Linked DNA regions of Mus musculus: all the other regions are linked to region 3. Evidence: chromatin contacts called from public HiChIP or PLAC-seq and Micro-C data. All regions are on one chromosome and are shown on one strand. Each heading gives the region's core, a stretch centred on a gene start, on an enhancer-like site or on the middle of the called end of the contact. The rest is flanking DNA. Distances are from core to core; before and after follow the strand shown.

What was found. A called contact is a pair of places that touch in the nucleus more often than the background predicts. HiChIP or PLAC-seq counts read pairs in DNA pulled down with a chosen protein or histone mark.
Region 1: a Micro-C map of embryonic stem cells shows a contact between it and region 3, with 4 times the contacts expected there. The contact joins the promoter of Mybpc2 here to the enhancer-like site in region 3. A contact is called at or near these places in 4 of 39 promoter capture datasets (cranial neural crest, hippocampal neurons, maxillary cranial neural crest and 1 more), 1 of 15 datasets of contacts at CTCF or cohesin (embryonic stem cells), 10 of 484 Hi-C or Micro-C datasets (bone marrow-derived DN2 thymocytes, bone marrow-derived dendritic cells and embryonic stem cells), 5 of 115 datasets of contacts at active chromatin or transcription factors (embryonic stem cells and large pre-B cells) and 2 of 9 other capture datasets (liver and pancreatic islet).
Region 2: an H3K27ac HiChIP or PLAC-seq map of embryonic stem cells shows a contact between it and region 3, with 5 read pairs. The contact joins two enhancer-like sites. A contact is called at or near these places in 1 of 39 promoter capture datasets (liver), 1 of 15 datasets of contacts at CTCF or cohesin (embryonic stem cells), 3 of 484 Hi-C or Micro-C datasets (embryonic stem cells and nephron progenitors), 5 of 115 datasets of contacts at active chromatin or transcription factors (embryonic stem cells and pancreatic cancer cells) and 2 of 9 other capture datasets (adipose tissue and liver).

What each region holds. Positions count from the first base shown.
Region 1 is chr7:44,523,418-44,526,726 of GRCm38.p6, reverse strand. It overlaps Mybpc2 (myosin binding protein C, fast-type), which reads left to right and starts at 2,058. Exons shown (of 28, transcript NM_146189.3): 1 at 2,058-2,156. The coding sequence starts at 2,138. Spib (Spi-B transcription factor (Spi-1/PU.1 related)) reads left to right here. Exons shown (of 6, transcript NM_019866.1): 6 at 1-732.
Region 2 is chr7:44,699,982-44,703,513 of GRCm38.p6, reverse strand. No RefSeq gene overlaps it. Among named protein-coding and RNA genes, the nearest start is that of Izumo2, 7.0 kb to the left of the region's middle. Within about 2 kb of position 1,418, at least 15 of the 459 cell types and tissues checked have an H3K27ac peak or open chromatin away from gene starts, as enhancers often do. A contact at or near this core is called in embryonic stem cells, where this site is marked.
Region 3 is chr7:44,611,753-44,615,065 of GRCm38.p6, reverse strand. It overlaps Myh14 (myosin, heavy polypeptide 14), which reads left to right. Exons shown (of 42, transcript NM_001271540.1): 36 at 645-773; 37 at 1,336-1,424; 38 at 1,508-1,631. Among named protein-coding and RNA genes, the nearest start is that of Kcnc3, 23 kb to the right of the region's middle. Within about 2 kb of position 1,510, at least 25 of the 459 cell types and tissues checked have an H3K27ac peak or open chromatin away from gene starts, as enhancers often do. A contact at or near this core is called in embryonic stem cells, where this site is marked.

The sequences.
Region 1 (3,309 bases), core at 809-3,308, 89 kb after region 3:
TTGTGTAGCCCAGGCTGGCTTCAAGCTCATGACACTCTTCCTGCCTCTGCGTCTGGAACTATGAACATACCTTACTACTCTGTGCTTACCCACGCCATGGGTAGACAGACTTCTAGACTTGGTCAACCCCCACCCACAAGGCAGGCAAATTAAGTCCCTGCAGGTGCTTTCTTTGGAGGAAAGCCCGCTTTCATAGTGATCTGTCAAGCTAGAAAGCACTCCCGCCACCCAGATATCTAAGTGTGAATCTTTGGACAACTGGTGACTTCTGGCCAGCTTTTCTGGGGCCGGCCTCTGTCCAGGTGTCTGCCCAGGACCCTGCTCAGTGCCTGTCTGTCTCACACCAGTGACTTCCTCACACCCGCCTGTTCAGGCCCAGTCTTTTCCGTTCAAGTGCTACAGGCCAAGTAGGCTCAAACTGTGGGTTTGTCTTGGGCATCCACAGCAGAATCAGAACCCAGAGCTTTGAAGCCTGAGTGAGGGGAGGGGGGCACTCAGGCTTCCGTCTCTCTGAGAAACAGACGATGAAGAGGCCCTTAAAACTCTTTGCAACCCCATGAGCCTCCCCAATGAGCCTGTGACACACCGGAACTCACCTCTGTGGGTGGCCGGGAGGGGGAACAGGGTCATGGAAGATCCAGATGTCCATGTGGTCAAGGCTAAACTGTACTAAATAAAATTATTTCTCATCACCACTATACATGCATAATAAATAAAGTGTACATCAAAATTAAGCCGTCTTGGGACCCTTTATTAGGAACTGTCCCCTGCACCTCCACATGAACTCTTCTGAGACTGTGGCAGTCATAGGGAGGGAGGGGGAGGGAGGGGGAGGGAGAAAGGAAGGTGGTGGGCCAGGCTAGGGCTTGAATGAGGAAACCATTGTTTCCCACCTTGCTTTTCTGCTCACCCCTCCATTCCAGACATCTGACTGTTCGGTTTTTGTTTTTTTGTCTTGAAGATAGGCTCTTCCTTACGTTGTAGTTCAGGCTGGTCTTGAAGTCACTCCAATGGCCCTGTCTCAGCTCAGTCTCTGGAATTCCGGGTTACAGGGGTGTGTTACTACAATGGGTTGCTGTGCAACTTGCCTGCTCCCTAGGGAGCGAGGTGGAAGTTTTTGCACTGCAACCAATGGTGTGACAGGACTTTGTGCCCCCAGAAGCCAGGAAGCTTCCGGCTGTTAGGGGATCTTTTTTTTGAAAGTAGAAAGGAGGGAGGGACACAAAGAGTAAAAGGGGGGGGGGAGGACAGCTTGTCTTCGATACCCTGGTTCCTTCCTCTGACACCCTTCTGGGCCAGCCACACCTGTGGTTCCCCAAGTGTCCCTCTCCTCCTCCTTACCCGCTCCTCCCCTCTGGTGCTGGGAAGGAGCCGGGCCTGGGCAGCTCTCCAGGGCCTTCCCGGCCTCTCTGCACTTGGCCGGTGACGGGCAGCCGGCCAGGCCGCTCCCATTGGGACCCGGATCAGAATAGGGCGGGAGGGACACCGAGAACTCTTCCCTGAGGCCGGCACCCGTCCTGCCTACGCGGGGGAAATCGGACTATCCTTCCCGTCTCTGGTTTCTAGAAAACTCCTGACTGGGGCTAAGAAAGGCTTCCAGAACCCGCCCCGCTTGCCCCGTGCACCTGAGACTCCCAGCCCCCCACGCCCGTTCCCAAGACCCAGGATTTCCCTCCCTTTTTTCCTTTTCTCTTTTCCTCCTCGTTCTTTGCCCCCACACAAGTGCCCTCTCTGCTTCCCCCCTCTCCCCATCTTGTGCTCTGGCCACTTCTCGTTCCTCCTTCTCCCCCCCACTTCATCCAGGACCTAAGAATCTGGACCCCTGTGCCCCCAGACTCTGGGGTTCCAGTTCCCCTCTTTCTGCGGTCACGCAGTCTTCACCTTTGCACCTCCACAGACTCAGGTGTCTAAGCACCACATCCCATCCCCACTAGGGCCTTGGCATCCCTCCACTCCTGCCTGCTCGCTATTTCTCGCCCTTTAGAGCATGCAAGAGGAATGCGGGGCGGCCCTGCGCTGCCTCCTGGGAGTCTCGAGACTCCATAAAGGGCTCCTCCTGGAGACCCACCTGTCCCTGCTAGGGCCTGGTTAGAGCCACTGCGGTCCCAAGTCCTGGGAGCAGGAGAAGGTCGCCGACATGCCTGAGGCTAAACCAGGTGGCTGGCCCGAAACCTTCTTGGGGGTGGGGGTGGGGATGGGGTGGAGGGTAGGGTGCACACAAGGGGATTTCTACTATGGGAGGAGGGGGTCCTTTGCCTGTTCCTACATCTAGGTAGAGTGTAGGTTCCTTTCCTGCTTGGGGAAGAGGGACCCTTTCTGTGTGCACAGATGGGTCCCTTCCTAATGCAGGACCATGAGGTCTATTGTCTGTGTAGGGTCAGGAGTCCCCTTCCTCTTCGGGGACTGGGAGACCCATCTTGGGTAGAAATCTCAGTTGTGCAATTATAAATTGGCCTCGGTTTTCTTTCTCTCTCCCCTTCTCTCTTTGCTCTCTCACCCCACCCCTGCCCCCAAGCCCTCCAGGCTGTCCTCAAAGTCTGCAGCCTAGGCTGGCCCCAAACTCACTCCGGAGCTAAGGCTGGCTGGGAAGTCCTAAAATCATACTGCCTCAGTCTACCAAGACTGGACGGCAGGCATGGGCTACTACACCCTGCTGGGGGTGTGTGTGTGTGTGTGTGTGTGTGTCTCCTTTTCTTCTTTCCTTTCCTTTCTTTTTTCTCCCCATCCCCTTTTTCTTTTTGGTTTTTCAAGACAGGGTTTCTCTGGTGTATCCCTGGCTTTGGCTGTCCTAGAACTAGCACTGTAGACCAGCTTGGTCTCAAACTCACAAGAGATCCACCTGCCTCTGCCTCCCATGTGCTGGGATTAAAGGCGTGCACCACCATGGCCTGGCAATATAATTTTTTTTTTCTATGTGGGTGTCTCTTTTTCTTGAGGCTGACAGGATCTTGCTTGTGCATTGCTGGGGCTCAGCTTGGGGACAGGGTCCTCTCCAGGTGGGCGAGCACCCTCGAGGTAGTTGAGTCTCCTCACTGAGTGAAGATTAGGATCATAGGGTGCTTCTATGGACACAACAGGACTCCATGTGCATGGAACGATACTCTTCTGTGTAAATATGAGAACCCCTTTGGTGTGCGCATTGGACTTCTGTGAAGGAATCGTGTGTCTCTCTTCCATGGGTGGGGCCCTCTTTTTCCTGCTGTGCTGGGGAAGGAATCCAGAGCCTCCTACCTGCTTGGCAAATACTGGCCATGTCCCAGCACCCCCGTCTCTCTTCATGTGCAGTTAGGCACGGGAGGCATTAGGTCC
Region 2 (3,532 bases), core at 169-2,668, 89 kb before region 3:
CCCTGAAACCAGGTGACCTGGATAAAGCCCAACCCCCTTTTGTGAAAATATGATTGGTCAATGCAACAGACCACCCTGCTCCCCCTCCCTTTTTGTTCCCATCCTATAAAAATGTTACACGTCTGTCTCCCCTGGGGATGCAGTACAGATCCCAAACGGGTTGCCTCCCTGAGCACTCAGAAAATAAAACTTTACTTTTTAAGTTTCCATCTCTGAAGTGAGTTCTTGTAGGGGGTGGTTCTGATGCCGAGGTCCTGTTCACCAATTGGTTCTTGATATGTCTGTAAAGAAGCTATGGGTCAATTGCTGGACGAGAGGGATAGGCGGGGCTTCCGGGCCCCTGGAGGCAAGGGAGGAGAGACAGAATTCTTCGCCATGCTTCTGATGAAGAAAAGTTGACCAACTATGTGAGATCTCGAAACAGAGTAGCCACACAGGCCGCTCCTACAGACAAGTGGTCAGGGATGTTTAGCAGGGACTAGGTTCAACAGACCAACTAAAGTTAGGTCAGTTGGGAGGTGCAGAGATAAGAATATTGATAAGGGCAAGCTTTTCCAGGCAGGAAAAACCTACTATCATAGCCCAGCCATTGTGTCAAAAGGCGAGTTGAAATTGAACAACTGTGTGTCTGTGTCATTTATCCGTGGATTCAAGGGAAACTGTGTGGGGGTTGGTAGTGCGGCCTGTTCCCAGAGCAATGGTGGGGTAATAAAGCTACAACGCAACATGTTTTCTTGGCTTCCACCCCAAACCTAACACTAAGGTGGCTAGCAAACAGTCTGAAGTTACAGGTGTAGCTGCTATAATATTGTAAACTGTAAAATTATATATTCTAGCCAGCCTGTGTAAAAGACACACAAACCTGTATTTTATTTACAAGCCCAGATTGGGCATCTTCAATTCTATTCTCTTCTGTATTCAAACCATGTGCCCCTTGTTACTTGGTGTTTTCAGTCTCACCCTGACTGCTTTGCTCCCTCAGTCTGTCAGGTCTCTTGGTCCATCCCCTCTAATAGAGACCTCGTTCTCTGCATCTCCCAATGGTCTCTCCTGAGACCCCCCACTCACTCCATCCTCAAGTCCCACTTTTCTTTCTCCACTGCCCAATCATAGTTCCGTCCCTAGCCTTTTATTAACCAATTAACTTTTAGTTGGGGGAGCAAGTTTTACATAACAAAGGCTGGCATATGTGAGAATTCTTTTGTCTGGATGGCAACCAGATCTTGGGGTTCAGAGTTTAGCATTTGTATACATAGCAGCCAATCACACCGCCTCCCCCCCCCCCCCCCCCACACACACACAGACATGGCTGGCTTAGCCTGAGCAGCTGAATTGAATTACATGTGATTGGGATAGCTTAGGAATGATGGAGGACACCCAGGGTGTCATTGTGCCATGTCACCAGTAGAGTGCGATCACACTAGTTAAATTCTCTCCCTGACCTGTGCTAGCGAGCTGTGGCTCCCTGCAGCCTGCACTTATCAGGTCCAGGATTATCCAGCAGACTAGCAAGATTGAGACCACTGTCTGAGATAGACGCCAGCCTGTTGGCTTGCGCATGCTTCTCCTCTTCCATCGTCAAAGTCCCTCTTTAGGACAGTGAGCTGCACAACGGCCACAAAGCCGGGCTTGCTCAGCTTCTAAACCCAGAGCTCTCAGATCCGGGTATGAGGCCCAGAATTGCTTTGGTTTCTCTGATGTTAGCCACATCAGTAAAGAGTGACTTAGTAAAACATAGATGAATTAAATATCATTTGCTATCACACCCTAGGATTTTACATTTCAATAAAGAAGGCTGAAGGATTTCCCACACTGAGCTAAACCCCAGCATCAAGGAGGCTGGGGCAGAAAGATGGCCATTTCTGTACCTAGAATCTACTAGTGAGGGGTTGGGGGCATGGCTCAGTGGTAGAGCCCCTGCCTAGAATCCCCCAGTGAGGGACTGGAACGTGGTTCAGTGGTAGAGTGTTTCTTTTTTAAGCTGGTGTGAGGCTCTAAGTCCCAGTTCTTCAAAGTAAATAAAAAACAAAGCCAGACCTCCCTGGTCCTAAAGCTGTTCAGAGGGCCATCGCTAGATCATATGCAATGTACCACCCCTTACCAGTGTGCATCACTCATATGCACACTGCACACTAACTATATGCAGTGTACCGCACTTCCCTGGCCCAGTGGGAGGATTTGTTTGTTTGTTTGTTTGTTTGTTTGTTTTGTGGATAAAGTTACCTTCCAGGATTCTTTCTGTCCCCTGTAATTTTTTAAAACAAACTTTATTTATGGTTTTGTGTGTGACTGTCTGTTTAAACCAAACAGCTGCCACTTGGAGAGTTCAGCCGTAGCCCCTTGCAAAAGGATGGGGACACCGGGCTTGCTGACTCATTGTGGCAGGGTGGGGAAGGTTTGGAGCCCCTGGGCCTGAGTGCCCAGCAGCCTCTTACCAGTCCTGTGCAGTGCTGCCTTCGCTGTGTGTGACCCCGGGGAGCAGCAAGAGGGTATACACAGGTGAGGGTTTGGGGAAGCTCCATTTATGGAGCTGTGGGACAGCTCTCATCCTCACTGGGTAAGTCAGGTGCAGCCTGTTTGAAGAGGTGCACCCCATCCCTAGAGGTAACTCCTTACCTACGCTTTGTAAGGAAAACCAAGGTTGAGCAGAGTGACCTCAGAGAAGCCGTGCTTCAGTTTATCATTGCAAGCTTAGGAAGGAAGGAAGACCCTGCTGACATTATACTTCTGGGAAGGAATTTTAGCCACATACGTGTGTGTATGTGTGCCTGACAGCTGTCTGCAGGTGCCCATGGAGACCAGAAGAAGATGTGGGATCCCTTGATATTGTAGTTACAGATGGTTTATGGACTGCCCAACATGGGTGCTGGAAATTGCAACCAGGATTTTTGTAGTGTGTGCTTCTAACCACGAAGCCATCTCTGCAGTTGCCCTCTCCTCCCAATCAGTGCGTTCAACTTTACAGAAGAAACATGCATTTACTTATTCACGTTTGTGTTTGTGAATGTATGGGCTCCTGTGTGTATCTGTGTGGGGTCCTTATACCTATGTGTGTGTGCAAAGGCATGAAGAACCTGATACCCTCTGAGACTCTGTCTGTTCCTTGAGGCAGGAGCCCTCCCTGAACCTGAACCTCATGCTTTCCCAGCTGGGCTGAAAGGAACAAGGTCCAGGGACCCTCGTGTCTCCTCTGGCTACAGTCCAGGGACCCTCGTGTCCCCTCTGGCTACAGTCCAGGGACCCTCGTGTCCCCTCTGGCTACAGTCCAGGGACCCTCGTGTCCCCTCTGGCTACAGTCCAGGGACCCTCGTGTCCCCTCTGGCTACAGTCCAGGGACCCTCGTGTCCCCTCTGGCTACAGCACTAGGACTCAGGCTACTTGGCCAGTTACACAGCGATGCAGGCTGAGCTCTGGCCCTCATGTGTCTCTCGCAGCATCTCCCAAATGCTAAGCTCTCTCTCCAGCAAGCCACAACATCTAAAAACCTTTTTTACACTGGGCATCGGCGGCGCACACCTTTAGTCCCAGCACT
Region 3 (3,313 bases), core at 261-2,760:
ATCATTTAATTAGATAATAAATTTAGTGCCACCGAAGATGGAACCTAGCGCCTTGAATAATTCTCTTAGGGGCGATTCCAAGCAGGAGCTTTATCAACGAGCCGTGCCCCCGCTCTTCGCTGGGGGACTCTAGTCAAGGGCTCTATCATTGAACCACACCCTTAGGCCATACTAGGATATTTAAACCTACTGGTGCCTGTTAGGTATCTTACTATGGGGTAGCAGGCAAAAGGGCCAGTTCAAGCATCCAGAGAAAGGAGCTCTTGTTTAACCCCTTTGTCAGACATGTAATAATAACAATAACGTTTACCACTGTGGCCCATCTTCTTTATCACTGGCTCCTCATAGCAGTGCTGAACTCCCCGTGGGTGGAGAAAAAGTTTGTGTTGGCCTCTCCTCACACTCCCAGGTAGTGACCACAGAGCCGCAGGCTAAATATTCTATTCTGACTCACTTTAAGAAGGGGTTAACTAAGGCTTAGAGAAGGAGTGGAATTGGCCCAAGGGCACACAGCACGCACGGGCTCTGAGGCAGACAATGGGCTCTGTGCTGCCCCTGCTCGCCCTGGCCCTGCTTGCACGTAATGTGCTTACCTCAAGGGTGGGGTTTCTAGACGCAGCTTAACTAAACCTGCACCTACCCAGGTCCAGATGAAGGAGCTGTGGCGGGAGGTAGAGGAGACGCGTAGCTCCCGCGACGAGATGTTTACCCTGAGCAGGGAAAATGAGAAGAAGCTCAAGGGGCTGGAAGCTGAGGTGCTGCGTCTGCAAGAGGTAAGAGGTGGGCAGGTTCTAGTGGGAGGCCCGGCGTGGGTGTGGCTTAACTGGAGGTCCTAGAGGATGGGCGGGGCTTAACTGGAGGTTCTGGAGGATGGGCGGGGCTTTCCAGGAGGTTTTGGGAGGGGAGACTTTGGAAGTAGGCGTGGCTCCCGGTGCCTTCTGCCTTCCAGAGTTGGGGATCTTGTCCTGGGGGATATTTGGAAACCAGAGCAGGAACTGCCAGGGCCAATCCTAGAAAGACGAGGAAGACAGGCCAAGAAGTCAGGAGCAGGAGGCAGAAGTGAAGAAAAAGTCTGGGACCCAGGGGTGACATAGAAGAAGAGAAGGCACAGTCGGGTAGGAGGGAGGGCATGTGGATAGCATGGGGGTAGGAGGAGGCCCAGTGATGAGAGACATGGAGGAGGAGCATTGGTGGCCAGCGCTAAGAAAGTTGCTCCCTTAAGGGTGAGGCTCACAGGCTCACAGTCAGCAGGAAAAGCCCAAAGGACAGAGAAGGGTTAATACCAGTGTCTTGACCTCTTACCCCTCTGCCCTCTGTACCTACTGGTCCTTGTAGGAACTTGCTGCCTCAGACCGAGCCCGGAGGCAGGCCCAGCAAGACAGAGACGAGATGGCAGAGGAGGTGGCCAGTGGCAATCTTAGCAAGTGAGTGTCCTGGAGCCGTGGGCTGTGGACCGGGCAGTCTCCTCTCGCAGGCCTATCCTCTGAAGCCACACCCTACCCTCTAGGGCAGCCACCCTGGAGGAAAAACGGCAGCTGGAGGGGCGACTGAGCCAGTTGGAAGAGGAGCTGGAGGAAGAACAGAACAACTCGGAGCTGCTCAAGGACCATTACCGAAAGCTAGTGCTACAGGTGGGCGTTGCAGGCATCCCCTGCCAGCCAGATCCACCCCTCCCCCACCCCAGCCTTCAAGAGCTCTCAGATTCATTGGATATGAAGACCTTTGATGTGGGTTTTCATAAAGTTAGGAAGACTTGACTCATTGATTGGTCGGCAGGTCTGAAGTCGCTAAGACGGACTTGAAACAGTAATTAAGCTCAGCTGGAACCTCAGAGTTCTCCAGAGCCAGGGGAATTGTCACAGGTTCAAGGCCAGCCAGGGCTACAAAAAGCAAGCACTTGGCGTATGGCTGGATAGCTTCACACCTTGTCTGTCATTGTCACTTCAGCCAGAAGAGACCCTCATCGCTGCAGGTGGAAGTATAGGGCTCTGATTGTCAGTCAGCCTCCCACCAATAACCTCATACAGCCTTGAAGTCACGGCAGTCCTCTGCGAACTTCTGTGTTCTTGCAAAACAGATCAGGCCCAATATGGGGCACTTTTTTTGTTTGTTTGTTTGGTTGGTTGGTTGGTTTTGGTTTTTTGAGACAGGGTTTCTCTGTGTAGCCCTGGCTGTCCTGGAACTCACTCTGTAGACCAGGCTGGCCTTGAACTCAGAAATCCGCCTGCCTCTGCCTCCCAAGTGATGGGATTAAAGGTGTGCGTCACCACTGCCCGGCTAGCACTTCTTTTCTTATTGAGTGTTTGAGGCAGGGTCTTCTGTAGCCAGGGATTCTTTATGTAGCCTGCAGATGACCTTGTACTCCTGACCCCTGCCTCTGTCTGTGATGACAGGCATTTGCCACCAAATCAAATTATGCTGTACAGGGAAACCAGGGCTCCTTGTGTCCTAGGCAAGCCCTCTACCAACTGAGTTCTTGCCAACCCCTGTCACCATTTTCATTTACAATTAAAATTTTAAAGGCTAAAGGAGGGCTGCTGGGCTCATGAATGTACCCTGGGAGGCGGAGATGTGAAGATCTTTAATCAGCCTGGGCTGAAGTATCTTCCGCTGCCCTGTGATTTCCGAGCAAGCCGAGGGTGTCGAGGTGCTATTATTAGGGCCAGGGCCAAGTCTACACATCTGCCAGCTGCTATGAATGGAGGCCTCATTTCTCAGATCACCCCCCCCCCCCCAGGTCTCTGCTGCCTGTGCTACCCAGGGCTCAGACTCTCTGGCAGGCGGGGCCAGAGCCTGCCTCCTTCTCCTGGGCTTCGCAGGTGACCCTGGTGCAGAGGGGAGTGTGAAGGGCCTGAAATAGTCCATAGTTCACAGCCACAAATTTAGAGCATTTAAGCAAGTTTGTGACCATCTCTGGGACTCACTAAAATAGCAAAACTGAACCTAGCTGTGGTGGTACATGCCTGTCATCCCAGCATTTGGGAGGGGGAGGCAGGACGGTCAGGACTCATCTTCGGTTATATTGGGAGTTTTAGGTCAACCTGAGTAACATGAGACCCTATCTTAGATAAAAATGTTATGACTACATTTAAATAGATTTGAAATAATTTTGAGTACATTTAAATAAGTTTAAAACATTCTTGTTCATTATAAAGTACAGGGTGCAGTCTGGTGAGGATTGCTGTCCCTGGGCTTGTTCAAGGGCTATTGTTGAGTTCTTGGTACCACCAGGCTCTGTGCTGTGCATTTAACAGCCGGGAGCTCAGCTTGTCCCAGGAGGTACCTGGTGTTGCCACAGCTTCGTCACAATTTT